Linked DNA regions of Oryctolagus cuniculus: region 1 is linked to region 2. The links are chromatin contacts, called in public Micro-C maps. All regions are on one chromosome and are shown on one strand. The core of a region is the stretch at or near the end of the contact, and the rest is flanking DNA. Distances in the headings are between cores, read along the strand shown.

Region 1 (6,109 bases), core at 2,782-5,281, 140 kb before region 2:
AGCCGAAGCTGAGCCGATCCGAAGCCAGGAGCCAGGAGCTTCTTCCAGGTCTCCCATGTGGGTGCAGGGGCCCAAGGACTTGGGCCATCTTCCACTGCTTTCCCAGGCCATAACAGAGAGCTGGATTGGAAGTGGAGCAGCCGGGACATGAACCGATGCCCATATGGGATGCTGGTACTGCAGGTGGCGGCTCTACCCGCTATGCCAAGCTCCGGCCCTTGGCCCTCATGAACATACATTTCAACAGTCGCAAGCAGCTGGGGCTCCCTTAGCAGACAGCACGGCTCTGTCCTTTCCAATCCACACAGGACTTGAGACTGGAAGTCGAGAGAACAGGTCGGCTGCTGCCTCTGTGCCCTCTCTAGATCTCACTTTTCTTAGGTGTAAGATCAGGGGACTGGACTTGATGGCTTCCCAAGTCCTTTTCAGATAGAACTTGGATGCTGAGACGGGAAAAGGAGCTCAGGCGGCAGCAGACTCCCGGCGGACCGCAGGGGACCGACCAGCCAGGCAATGGGACACGTGCTCCACAGAGGGAGAAGGGAGAGAGAACCTGGTGGGGAGGGGCAGGAAGCCACCTTGGGCCTTTGCTCCTGCTCCTCCAACAGCGTCGCGCCAGGGGGCTTCCGTGCCCCTCAGCGCCCTGCCGCTCTGCTTCCCTCGCTTTCTACTTTCTGCCCTCCAGACCGGGCAGGCCGCCTGCAGTCCCCTGACAGGGCGTTTGGCCAAGCTGCTCTAGCAGTGTCACTTCCTCAAAGGACCCTTGCTGACCTCGAGTCTGGGTGCCCCTCCGTGCCAGCGTTCGGCACCCAGGCCTGGCTTGAAGTCAGTCCATGTCCCTGCAAAGGGCTGAGGTGGCCGGCTTTTCCTGCTGGCACGGGGAGCGCGCAGGTGGAGGCCGGCTGGTGGCCCAGCTCCCGTCCCCGCTCAGACCCCTCCCGGCTGCCGGTGGACTCTGATCCCGGCCTCTCCCCCAGGGCTGCAGCCAAGATCTCCGATGGTTCTCAGTACTATGTTCTGCTCATCATCACCGACGGGGTCATCTCCGACATGACACAGACCAAGGAGGCCATCGTCAGCGTGAGTGTGCGCGAGGGCTTGGGGAGGGGCAGCAAGTTAGCCTGGCAGTTGTGTGGACGCTGGCGGAAAATGCAAGATTTCTGCATAGAGACAAAGGGCTGTGCGACTCCAGGCAAGAGCAGCGGCTGGAGTGCGCACTGGCTAGGCTCTCAGTCCCGTTCCCCGCAGGATGTCAGGGGCCACGGGAGCTTGCACCCACTGCGGGCTGCGCTAGGGAACCTCTGCCTGCCCTTCGTTCCCGCTGGGAGAGCTTTGTGAATTTACTGCACGGTCAAGAACCTGCCCTCTACCCTAGAGAAAGACACTGTATCTTTCAGAGCTGCTTGACACGCAAGCATCCTTGAAAAAAAGCACAGTGTGGAATCAAGAGAAACAGTGTCTGCTCGCAAGCTGTGGGGAGGGGTCAGGGCTGCGGGCCCAGCCACCCCTCTCCTCACAGGCCTCCTCGCTGCCCATGTCCATCATCATCGTCGGTGTGGGACCGGCCATGTTTGAGGGTGAGTACGGCTCGGGGGGCGGTCCGTGAGCAGGACTAAGAGCTGGGTGGGCAGCGGCTGGGGCTCTCAGACCTGCCTCACAGGAAAGACAGGGTCCCGCGGGCAGCTCCACACCTCTTCACCACCACAGCCACAGCCAGTGACACTGCTGTTCCCCCACCCTCGGGTTCCTGGGGGGGGGGGGGAGGCCGCAGTAATGATGACTCCGTATCGGCGTTTAATACCAGGACTAGAAGGCCGCCGTGAGGTACTCTGACAGCGCCGAGCGGAGCTGAGAGTAGGGGCACCAGGGTTGACCCTGCAGCTGAGGGGGTCTTTTTTGCAGCCATGGAGGAGTTGGACGGTGACGATGTGCGCGTGTCCTCCAGGGGGCGCTATGCGGAGCGGGACATCGTTCAGGTAGACCTGACCAGCCAGAGGTGGAGGGGAGAGGGGAGGCTGAGGTGGGGGCCAGGGCCGCTGCCTCCCCCTCGCCCTCATCCATTGAGCACTGGAAGGGCTGGGAGACCCCCAAGGTCCCTGTAGTGGAGGCAGCTCAGCGGCCCCGCCGCAGGCCTCGGCGTCAGGATGGAAGCAGCAGGCTGCAGAGCCCACTTGATGAGCCTGCGATGGGCATGGGACCAGGTCCCAGGTGCTGGGACGGCCAGGCCGGGGGAGCCTGGCAGGGAGCCCTGCACTCAGCTGCCAGCGGCTGGGTTTGAGGGTCCTTGAGCACTGAGTGAGGAGGTGGCAGGGCCAGAGACGGGTGTGCCCATCTGAGCGTCCTTAGAAACAGGTGGCTTTCTCCCTAACTTCTCCCTCCCCTTGGCCGCCCCCCTCTCCTGGGCCTCCTCTCCTCCCCATCACCCCACTGACGCCTCACCTCTCCCCCTTCTGCGGCTCCTGCTCCCCTGGCCCCCTCCCCTTCTCCCTGTCCCTCCCTTTACCTGCAGAAACCCGTTTTTAAAGCCACAGAAGTGTACACGGTCACCCAGGAAGAGAATTCAGAGAGACGGGACCAGGATTAGGGAGCCTGTAGACAGAGGCACTGGGGAGGGGCTTCCAGTCCAGGGGGCTGGCCAAGGCAGTGGGAGGAGGGGTCAGGATGAGGACTGTGCCCAGTGCACCCACCGTGGGGATTTCACGACCCCATTAGGGGAGAAGTCAACAGAAAGTGGAGGAGGGAGCCGAGTTAGGAGAAAGCCACTTAGAAACCTGCCCAAGGTGTGGGGGGGCGGGTAGAAGCCTGCCCAAAGTGTGGGGCGAGAATGCGATACTGGACAGGTGCTGGGTGGGAGCAGAGCAGCGCCGGCCCACACCCTCCCGTGTCTGCCTGCCCCAGTTTGTCCCATTCCGAGACTACGTGGACCGCTCCGGAAACCAGGTGCTGAGCATGGCCCGCCTGGCCAAGGACGTGCTGGCCGAGATCCCCGAACAGCTGCTGTCCTATATGCGCACCAGGGACATCCAGCCCCGGCCCCCGCCGCCCGCCGGCTCCAGCCCAGCCCCAGCCCCAGCCCCAGGGCAGCCCTGAGGACTCGCACCCGCTGCCGCTGCTGGAAGCCAGGGCCCGTCCCCGGGCGGCCCGGCGCGCTCGCCACCTCCCTGCGCTGTGCCAGTAATAAAGCTGATATCGACTCCGCTCTGCCTGCTGGGGTCACGCCGAGAGGGAGGGCGCGGTGGGCAGCGCCCGGCCGGCTTCATCCTCCTCCCGACACGGGCTCCCGGGTGACCCCTGCGCCTTCTGCAAACTGCGTGCGCGCCCCCCAAGAGGGAGGCCCCGTAGCTTTCCTTGGGTGGTCACAGGGGTCCCTGGCCTCAAAGGGGCTGCTTGAGGCGACCCTGGTCTCCTGTGAGCGCTCGCTACACGCAGGATCGCACGGGGTCCTCTCGGGGACCCCGCGGGCCAGGGACCACCCGCGGTCCGCACTCCACGCGTGTTTACAGGCTCACACGCGGATCCCAGAAGCGCACCCAACAGGTCGAGATTTTTGGGAAAACGTGACGGAGGACAACACAGGCACGGCGAGAGGGCGGGGTCCCCGGAGCCCCACAGCCGACAAATGCGTCTTCCACACCCAGAGCCCGGGAGCCCGGGCCGCCCGCGGCGTCTTCCCCGGGCCGCGTCCGTCGTCCCCAGCCCAGCTGCCCGCTGCAGGCCCGAGCAAGGCTCCGCCCTTTCCCGCCCCGAGCCGCGGCGGCAGGCCCCGCCCCGGCGGCAGGCCCCACCCACGAATCCCCGCCCCCGGCGGCAGGCCCCGCCCCGGGCCGCGTCCCTCCGGCTCCCGGGCCTGCCCCCCGTCCCGCCCCGCGCCTGCGGCCCCGCCTCGCCGCCTCTCGCGGAGACCTAGGCCAGGTCCCTACCGCAGCCGCCGCGCCAGCAGGAGGGCGGGAGCAGCGAGGGAGGCGGCGGAGGGGGAGGGGAGAAGGGCGGGCTCCTCACGCCCAGCCCGGCGCTCGCCGTCCGCGTCCGCAGATTCGCCACAAACGGCCCGGCGACCGCGGACCCCCGAGCCCCCGCGGGCTCGGGGCCCAGAAGCTGGACTCAGAGATGGAGGTGCTGGATGAGCCCTGCCACACGTCCAGGAGCGTCCCCCGAGCCGCGCAGCACGGCCGCGGGAGCCTCGGCGGCCCTGCAGCGAGCCGTGGCGAAAGTGCGGCCCGGCTGCGCCGCGGCGCCGCGTTTACCCTGCGCAGACGCCGTCGCCTCCGCCGCTGCCGCTGCCGCTGCCACTGCCTTTGCCGCCACGGTCCCCGCCGCCGCTGTCCCCGCGCTGCCTCCGGGAGCCTCTATTGTTCCGGCCGCGCCGCGTCCCGAGGCCAGGCAACCTACGGACTTGGGAAACGGGCAGCGGCCGGCGGAGTTGAGACGCGGGGGCGCCGGCGGGGCCGGGAGCGGCAGGGGTCAGCGCGTGGGGCGGCCAGGGGGCCGGGGTGGCGAGACCCGAGGTCTGCAGCGTTGGGGTTCGCCCTCCCCGGCCCGCCTTTCCCCGCCGGCCTCCCCGGGAGGGGTCGGAGCCCCGGCGGGCGCCCCCGGCGATGAGCCCGGACTCGAGGTGGCCGGTGAGTGCAGGCCTGGGGCCGGGACGGGAGTGGCCGGCGGCGAGGGGCGTCTGCGGGGCCGCGGCCGCCGGAGGCGCTGACAGCGCGCTCGCCCCCAGCGCGCATCCCGGGCAACAGTGTATCCTTGGGGGCCGCCGGAGCCAATGGCCGGAGGCGAGCCCCGCTGAACTTGTAGCAGTTCCGACAAAGGGGAAGCGCCGCCGCATCCGGGAGAGGCTGCGGGCAGGGCCGGGCCGGGCCTCCGCCCCCCGCTTCCTGCAGCCCCCGCGCCCCGGGGCCGCGCCGGCTCCCCGCGGGGTGTTGCCGGAGCCTGGGCGGCCGCCTGGGACCCGGCTTGTTTGTGCGTGGCAGGCTGGTGTTGGGAGAGCCGGCGGGCCGGAGCAGGAGGGAGCTGGAGTTGAACTTGTGGCTGCACTGCCGTGCTGAGGGGCTGTAGGCAGGGCCGGGGCAGCGCAGAGGAGGGGTGAGCGTTTGTCCGGGAGCTCAGGGCGGCTTTGCCTGCCGGGGCCCTGGCTGGGCGGAGCGGGAGAGAGCGGGCAGTCCCTGGCCAGGCCGGGCGTCCTGGAGCTGGTGCCGTCTGTCCGCCCTCACCCAGGAGGCTGTGTGTGTCGGCGGGACCTGGCGCTCCGTTGAGCTGCGAGCGTGGGCGAATGCAGGGCTCCCACGCGCCCCGCTGCTGCCCTAGACGGGCTGGCCTCCGGTCTCGCTTGCTGCCCGGTCCATCTTCCACTGCAGCGCCAAGGCCGGGGATAAAGCGGTCACTGCTACAGCGCGCTCACTTCTGCCGGCTCCTCGTTCTGGCCGCGAGCGGGAGCGAAACTAGCTTTCATCCCGGCGTGGCGGCTCCAACCCTGGGGGCCTCCTGCAGCTGTCCGCGCAACAGGTTATTCCAAAACCTGAGGCCGGTGCATGCTGGGACCCGGCAGACCGCGCGGGGTCGGCTCTGGCGTCCGCCGTGCAGCGCCCCGTCTCCTGTAGCGGGCCTTGACAGCGGCCAGCGTGGAGGCCGGCGTGGTGGTGAAGGTGGGAGCGGATGCTCTGCAAGTCGGGCCCCCCACGGCAGAGCAGAGAAGCCGTGGCGGAAGTGTCGGGTGGGCTGAGCTGTGCAGTAGGAGCCCGCCACTCGGGGCAGAGGCGTCGCGGGTGACAGGCTGTCCCGTTCAGGGAGTGGCTGCCCCTCGACAAGGCCCTGGACAGGGAACCAGAGCCCCACGGCGGGAGAGCTCCTGGAGTCTGGCCGGAGAGAAGGTGGACAGGGCTGGGGGGCGGCAGGAGGGCGTTAGGACGCTGCCGGACCCCCGCTGCTTGGCGGCCTCCCGTGAGGTCAGCGGAGAGGAGTTGAGACACGGGCAGGGTGACCGTGCACGACCAGGGACGAGGTGGGCCGAGACCGCGGACCCCCTGGGGAGGACGGGGGCTCCCCGCAGGCCTGCGCTGACTGCTGTGTGTGTTCCAGATGTGACAGCATGGGGGTGGACTTCGACGTGAAG
Region 2 (6,585 bases), core at 1,999-4,498:
CCCGGGCCTCCTTCCTCTGGACTCCTGCACTTTCTGGGTGTGGAGATGCCTCTTCCTGGTGAAGGCAGCGTGAGAAGCCTGCCTGGTTTACAGGCTGCGGGACGACAGGGACAGTGTCCCGGGGCGTGGCACCCAGTGGGCTCTGAGTCTGTTGACGAGAGGTCCAGGGACGCGTAGGGGCCCTGGAGTGGTCTGGACGTCTTGTGGGAGGTGGCGCTTGGCCTGAAGCCCTGGTGGGACGAGTGGGGACATCATGGGCACAGCCGGATTTGCCTGCTGGGGGACAGTCATTCTGTTCTTTGCTCCTACAGACCCAGGGCTCAGGCCCAGTGACACTGGACCTCGTTATTCCCTTCCTGAGGCCGGGGGGCTGTGTCCTGGTAAGGAACCCCCCTCCCTCTGCTTGTACTTCACAGATGATGGGCGGAAAATCTGGGCTCCAAAATGTTAAGTTTGGTCAGCATAGCAGTGTTTTTAAGTGGAATAAGTTGCCACCATCTATGTGGGCTTTTTTTTTTTTTTTTTTGATTGATTGATTTATTTGAAAGGCAGAGTTACAGAGAGAGAAGGAGAAAGAGAGAAATCTTCCATCTGCTGGACCCTCCCCAAATAGCCATGACAGCTGGAGCTAGGCCAATCTGAAGCCAGGAGCCAGGAGCTTCTTTCGGGTTTCCCATATGAGTACAGGGGCCCAAGGATTTGGGCCATCTTCTACTGCCTTCCCAGGCCATAGCAGAGAGCTGGATAGGAAGAGGAACAGTCGGGACTAGAACTGGTGCCCAAATGGGATGCTGGCACTTCAAGGCCAGGGCATTAACCTGCTGCGCCACAGTGCTGGCCCCTCTATGTATGTTTTTTTAAAAACTGGATTCCTGGCCTCTCTTGGAAAAGCAGAAAGCCTAGTGCCCTGTGTCTACACTCTGACACAGTTACATGGCCTGAAGCCCAGTGCTCTGTGGTCACTCAGCTTGGCCACACTCTCCAGGCCCTCACAGCAGCCCCAGGCAACTTAGGAGTTGATTTCTTGAGTCTGGCCACAGTCACGCTTGAGTTGCCACCTTTGACCTTTATTTTGTGGCGGGTGGGCAGGTAGACCAGACCCAGCCTGAGCTGCAGGAGTTCCAAGCCAGTGGGGACGCCCTTCTCCACCCTCCATGTCTCCTTCATCTCGCCCTGGGAGGAGGGGCTGGCCTGGCTCACAGGGTTGGCCCTTCGCCCTCAGGTATGGAGGTCAGATGTCCAGTTTGCCTCGAAGCGCCTCTTGTGTCCAGGTGGTGAGTTCCTGGCTGGAAGGGAGCGGGTGCAAGAGGGAGGTGGGCCTGAGGAGCTGGGCACGGCCTCACCCCGCACCCCGCCGGACTCAGTCTCTCACAGACGCCTGGGGCTCTTGATCCTGGCTCTGCTGGCCCTCGCCACCCTACTGGGCGTGGTCCTGGTCCTCACCTGCTGCCACCCACTGTCAGGTAAACTCAGTGAGGGTGACCTTTGGATCCAGACCCGCCCAGTCTTGTTGCCCCCTCCGGCTCCCTGGACTCCCAGTCTGTGCCATCCAAGGGAGTGAGCCTAGGGTCTCCTGGTGGGCCGGAATGGCTAAGGCAGGACAAGGGCCCTCTCTGCACCAAGGCACTGGGCAAGAGGCCAGTGGGTGGACGTCCAGCCTGCGTTGCCGTTGCCAAACCTGGCACCTTGGCCTTCACTCTGGAAGGGGTGCCTTTTGTCGGCCTGGCTCACGCGTCCCTGGCTGCTGTGGGTGCTGACCCCCGAGGGCAGGAGAGGGGCAGGGGGCGGGGCAGCAGGCTGCCTCCCATTCTGTTCAGCTGTTGCTCCCACCCCCAGGCCCAGGCCCAGCACGGCCGGTGCTGCTCCTGCACGTGGCGGAGTCCCAGGAGCAGCGGCGCCTCGTGGGAGCGCTGGCTGAACTGCTGCGGACGGCGCTGGGCGGCGGCCGGGATGTGATCGTGGACTTGTGGGAGGGGACGCGCGTGGCGCACGTGGGCCCTCTGCCGTGGCTGTGGGCAGCGCAAGCGCGCGTGCTGCGGGAGCGGGGCACGGTGCTGCTGCTGTGGGGCCCTGCCGGCGGCTCCGACCCCTGCACCGCGCCCCTGCACGCCCTGCTCGGCGCCGCGCCCCGCCCGCTGCTGCTGCTCGCGTACTTCAGCCGCCTCTGCGCCAAGGGCGACATCCCTCGGCCGCTGCGCGTGCTGCCGCGCTACCGCCTGTTGCGCGACCTGCCGCGCCTGCTGCGGGCTCTGGGCGCGCGCCCCGGTACCGGTACCGTAGCCGCGGGCCCGGACTGCCTCGGAGCTCGGCAGGGCTTGCGGGGCCGCCTGGAACTTTGCCGCCGGCTGGAACGCGAGGCTGCCACGGTTGCCGGCCACGTCTGACAGCTCCACTCCTGTCCGGAGGCGGGCGGTGCGGGGGACGGGTGCGGGCCAGAACCTCCTTGGGCCCTGGAACCTCTGGGGTGCTACCTCAGGACTACCTGCGGAAAAGCCTTTATCTGCCTCGCGGGCAGGCATCCCAGCCTGTCCTCCACAGCCTGGCAGTCACCGTCCCTAGGGAGAGGCCGGCCCTTTACTGAGAGCCCCGGCGGACCCTCGTCCTCTCTCCTAGCCCCTAGGGAGTGCGAGCCGCAAATGCTGTAGGCTCTGAGTGGGGAGGGAGTTCTGGTCCCAGAAGAGGCTCAGCCCTGGGTGGCCAGGAGACCCAGAGAAAAATAAACACGGACATGACAAGCCGAGCTACACCATGTACTTGTCCCGTTTTCCGCTGTGGGACGCTGTGTTGGGGGTGGGCGGGGTCGCACTGTGTCACGTGCCCAGCCACATGCACCTGTCACCTCCACAAGGCAGGGCTTCCCCAGAAGAGGGGAAGCAGCATCCGTCGTCTCAGCATGAGGGGACCCTGGCTGCCTGGCTGTGGGCCCGGGATCCTCGCCTGCAAGCCCACTTTCTGGTGCCCTTCAGCCCTGCCCTCAGAGCCCCTGACCCACCAAGCGTCACTGCAGCCAGGGGAGTGTGTGAAGGGGCCCAAGGGCCCAGTAAGAGGGGGTCCCAGGGCTGGCGGGGGGGGGCTCCCTTGGAGAATAGAAATGCCCCAGCCTCAGCTCTGGTGCCACCGCTGCCCCTCTTCAGGGTCCCCACCACCACCACCTTGGCCAGGTATCCGCAGAGGAAGGGGAGGAGAGGCCAGCCTCCCAGCCCAAGACTGCTGGCTCCCAGGCCTGGCGCTGGTGGGAGGGACAGGGCGGGGCGGGAACAGCCGCCTGCCTGCTGGGAGCCAAATCGAAAGCACTCGGGCTGAGCCAGGACGTCGGGAGCCGACCCCAGGAGAGGGAGTACACGAGCTGTCCAGGGCTGGTCCCCGAGGCTGGGGAGTGAGTCTGGTCCCTGCTGACCCCTGACGGTGGAGGACTCAGTGGGGGCAGGGGCTGGGGGGGGGGGCAGGACAGGGCCTGAGGCCTGAGTGCCACCAGGCACCTGGAAGATGCCCATGCCCTGGTTCCTGCTGTCCTTGGCTTTGGGCCGAAGTCCCGGGGTCCTCTCTCTGGAGAGGCTTATAGGGCTGCAGGACACCGCCCGCTGCTCTCCGGTGAGTCTGGGGCCCCGGGAGGGTTGAGCGAGGCTCAGGGTTCAGTCTGCGGCCCATCGGAGCCCTAGGCTGGCTCCTGTCACTGCCAGAACTGCCCCGGCTGGTCTGTCTGGTGCTGACGGGGGAAGAGGAGCCGGCAGAGGGCAGGAGCTGGGCCTGCTCCTGGGAGGGGCGTGGGGTAGGGAGTCCCCGAGAGAGGTGGGCAGGGAAAGCTGCTCGGGCTGGGGGCGTGAACCCTAATTGTGCACCTCCTCCCCAGGGCCTCTCCTGCCACCTCTGGGGTGAGTATCCGCCCCTGGAGAGAAGACAGCTTACCGAGTGGGCGCCGGGGAGGGGGCCGCCCGGGCCAGGAAGAGCCAGGCGCCTCACCCTCGGGGGTGTCCTGTGCAGACTCTGGGTTGTGAGCAACTCCCGCCCTCCCCCACCCCCACACAGACGGCGACGTGCTGTGCCTGCCTGGGAGTGTGGTGTCCGCCCCGGGCCCCGTGCTGGTGCCTGCGCGCCTGCAGACGGAGCTGGTGCTGCGGTGCCGCCAGGAGACCGACTGTGACCTCTGTGTGCGTGTGGCTGTCCACCTGGCCGTGCGCGGTGAGCGAGCCACTTGTGTGTGTGCAGGCGGGAGACAATTTAGAGCGAGTGCAGGGGCGGGGCAGGAACCCGCCGGGCAGCGCGGGGCACCGTGTGTTCTAAAGGATGTAGGCCTGGAAGCCGTCCGGGGCGGGGGCCTGACCTGGGCTCTGCTCCTGGGTCCTTGTAGGGCCCCGGGAAGAGCGTGAAGAGGAGGAGGAGCAGTTTGGAGCAGCAGCCAGCCCTGAGCTTGAGGACTCTCGGAACGGTGAGGAGGGCCTGGATGGGCCGCCGGCCCCCTGCCCGCCGGCCCGCACTGACCCCTGCCCTGTCGCTCACAGCCGCTCTCCAGGCCCGCGTCGTGCTGTCCTTCCAGGCCTACCATACAACGCGCTGCGTGCTGCTGGAAGTACAAGTGCCTGCTGCCCTGGCGCGGCCCGGCCCCTCTGCGGTACGCAAAACAGCGGCCCCTCCCACACCCGGAGTGGAGACATGCTTTCCTACGAAGGCAGGCTCTCCTTCAGCCCTGGTTCTGATCAGAGCTTAGGGAAGTCCTTTCTGCCCTTTCTGCCTCAGTTTTTCTGTCTGTGAAATGGGGATACGGACAGTACCCTCCCCGATTTTCAGTTTGTGAGACCCCCAAGCAATTTTCCAGGTTGGCTGTGCTGTTTGGTCTGAAGTGGAAGCGCCAGTTACTTCCCATCTGTGCCTGCACTTGGTGTTGCCGTGTAAAATGTTCGCCGATCTGCTGTGTGTGTGGTGGTGTGGCATTGTGGTTTTAATTTGTGCCTCTCTGGTGACTGAGGAAGCCAAGCCCCTTGTTACATGCTTATTGGCTATTTGTGTATCTTCCTTATAAACTGTCTCTGCAAGTTAAAAATGTAGCTTTTTTCTTACATTTGAAATACCTCATCGGCTGGTGAGAGAGTGGAGTAGGCTGGTAGTGTGTGAAGCCCGTGAGGTGATGCCGGGCCCTGCAGGGGTCCATCAGTGCCATTTCTCCTCCCTCAACCACCCTCGAACTCCGCCCTTCCCACCCCCACTTTCCAGACAGAGAAGCCGAGGCTTGGGCAGGGGTGGTCTGGGGCTGACCCCGGGAGCAGGCGTGTGCACCTGGTGCAGGGTGCTGGGCGTTCCCTCCCCGACCCAGGAGGGCCTTTCACCCGCCCGCCCGCCCGCCCCCAGCCAGCGTCCTCTGGTCTAGCAGGTAGCCTGGCTGGCCCACCTCACTGGGCAGTGCTGGTGTGGGGAGGGGCGTCTGTGTTTGTGCTGGGGTCGCGCTGCAGTCCACCCAGGACGGCTGGGGAGGACGCGGGGACTTGGAGAGCCAGGGCTCTCTCCTCCAGGGCCCAGCGACTTTAGATCTGGGGGATTTCAGGCTCAGTGTAAGCAGGGTCACTGGCTGTGCGAGGGCAGTGCGCAGAGCCCCCCAAGCCCGAGGAGCTCACAGCCGGGGCCTGGACTCTGAGCCCTCCCCCACCCTCCCCCCAGGGCTCAGTGGTTTTCGATTGCTTCGAGGCGGCCCTGGGGGCTGAGGTGCGACTCTGGTCCTACACTCAGCCCAGGTACCAGAAGGAGCTCAACGTGACACAGCTGCTGCCTGGTGAGTGGCCCGCCGCAGGCTACACGGCCTGGCCTGGTCCCCGTCCCCCCTGGCCAGCCCCGCCTGCTGTCCCCCTCTCCCTAGCCCACTTCCCTCCAAACTCAGTCCCGCCAGATACCCTGACGTTGCAGCCTCCAGGGAAGGTCCTCACTCCTGGGAGAGGGGGTGGGGTTAGGAGCCGGGAGCCGTCCCAGGGCCTCCATGGGTCGGGCTGCCCCTCTCTCTCCCCAGCCCCCAGCCCCACTGGAGGCTTTTCTGTGATCTCTCCCCAGACTGCAAGGGGCTGGAAGTCCAGGACAGCATCCAGAGCTGCTGGGGTAGGGGCCGGGTCAGGCCGGGGGAGGGGGAGGCTGGAGTTGGCTTCCGGTGGGGGCTGCAAGGGTCACTCATCCCTCTGTCCACTCCTAGCACACGGCCAGCACTGGCTGCAGCTCTGTGCTGGCACGATGGCCATGAAGAAGATCCATCAGAGTCCTTCTGGTCTTTTAAAAATAGACTATCTTTTAAATTTAAATTTAATTCCCATGAGCTTTTAAAAAAATTATTTGTTTTCAGCCGGCGCCGCAGCTCACTGGGCTAATCCTCCGCCTGTGGCGCCGGCACACCAGGTTCTAGTCCCGGTTGGGGCGCCGGATTCTGTCCCGGTTGCCCCTCTTCCAGGCCAGCTCTCTGCTGTGGCCCGGGAGTGCAGTGGAGGATGGCCCAAGTGCTTGGGCCCTGCACCCCATGGGAGACCAGGATAAGTACCTGGCTCCTGCAATCGGATCAGCGCAGTGCGCTGGCCGCAGCTGCCAGTGGAGGGTGAACCAACAGCAAAGGAAGAC

What was found. Hi-C and Micro-C count contacts between places; a contact is called where the count stands out from the background.
Region 1: a Micro-C map of ear pinna shows a contact between it and region 2, with 3 times the contacts expected there. The contact joins the promoter of BRPF1 here to the promoter of IL17RC in region 2. A contact is called at or near these places in 2 of 6 Hi-C or Micro-C datasets (ear pinna and an unstated tissue).

Annotation. Positions count from the first base shown.
Region 1 is chr10:116,969,884-116,975,992 of mOryCun1.1, reverse strand. BRPF1 (bromodomain and PHD finger containing 1) reads left to right here and starts at 4,031. Exons shown (of 13, transcript XM_070051177.1): 1 at 4,031-4,619; 2 at 6,076-6,109. The coding sequence starts at 6,086. It overlaps CPNE9 (copine family member 9), which reads left to right. Exons shown (of 20, transcript XM_070051181.1): 17 at 978-1,080; 18 at 1,520-1,577; 19 at 1,903-1,976; 20 at 2,899-3,198. The coding sequence ends at 3,090.
Region 2 is chr10:116,829,822-116,836,406 of mOryCun1.1, reverse strand. IL17RC (interleukin 17 receptor C) reads left to right here and starts at 3,248. Exons shown (of 18, transcript XM_051832019.2): 1 at 3,248-3,591; 2 at 4,027-4,179; 3 at 4,349-4,426; 4 at 4,535-4,609; 5 at 5,650-5,761; 6 at 6,034-6,078. The coding sequence starts at 3,487. It overlaps IL17RE (interleukin 17 receptor E), which reads left to right. Exons shown (of 13, transcript XM_070051125.1): 11 at 312-380; 12 at 1,223-1,274; 13 at 1,837-2,749. The coding sequence ends at 2,384.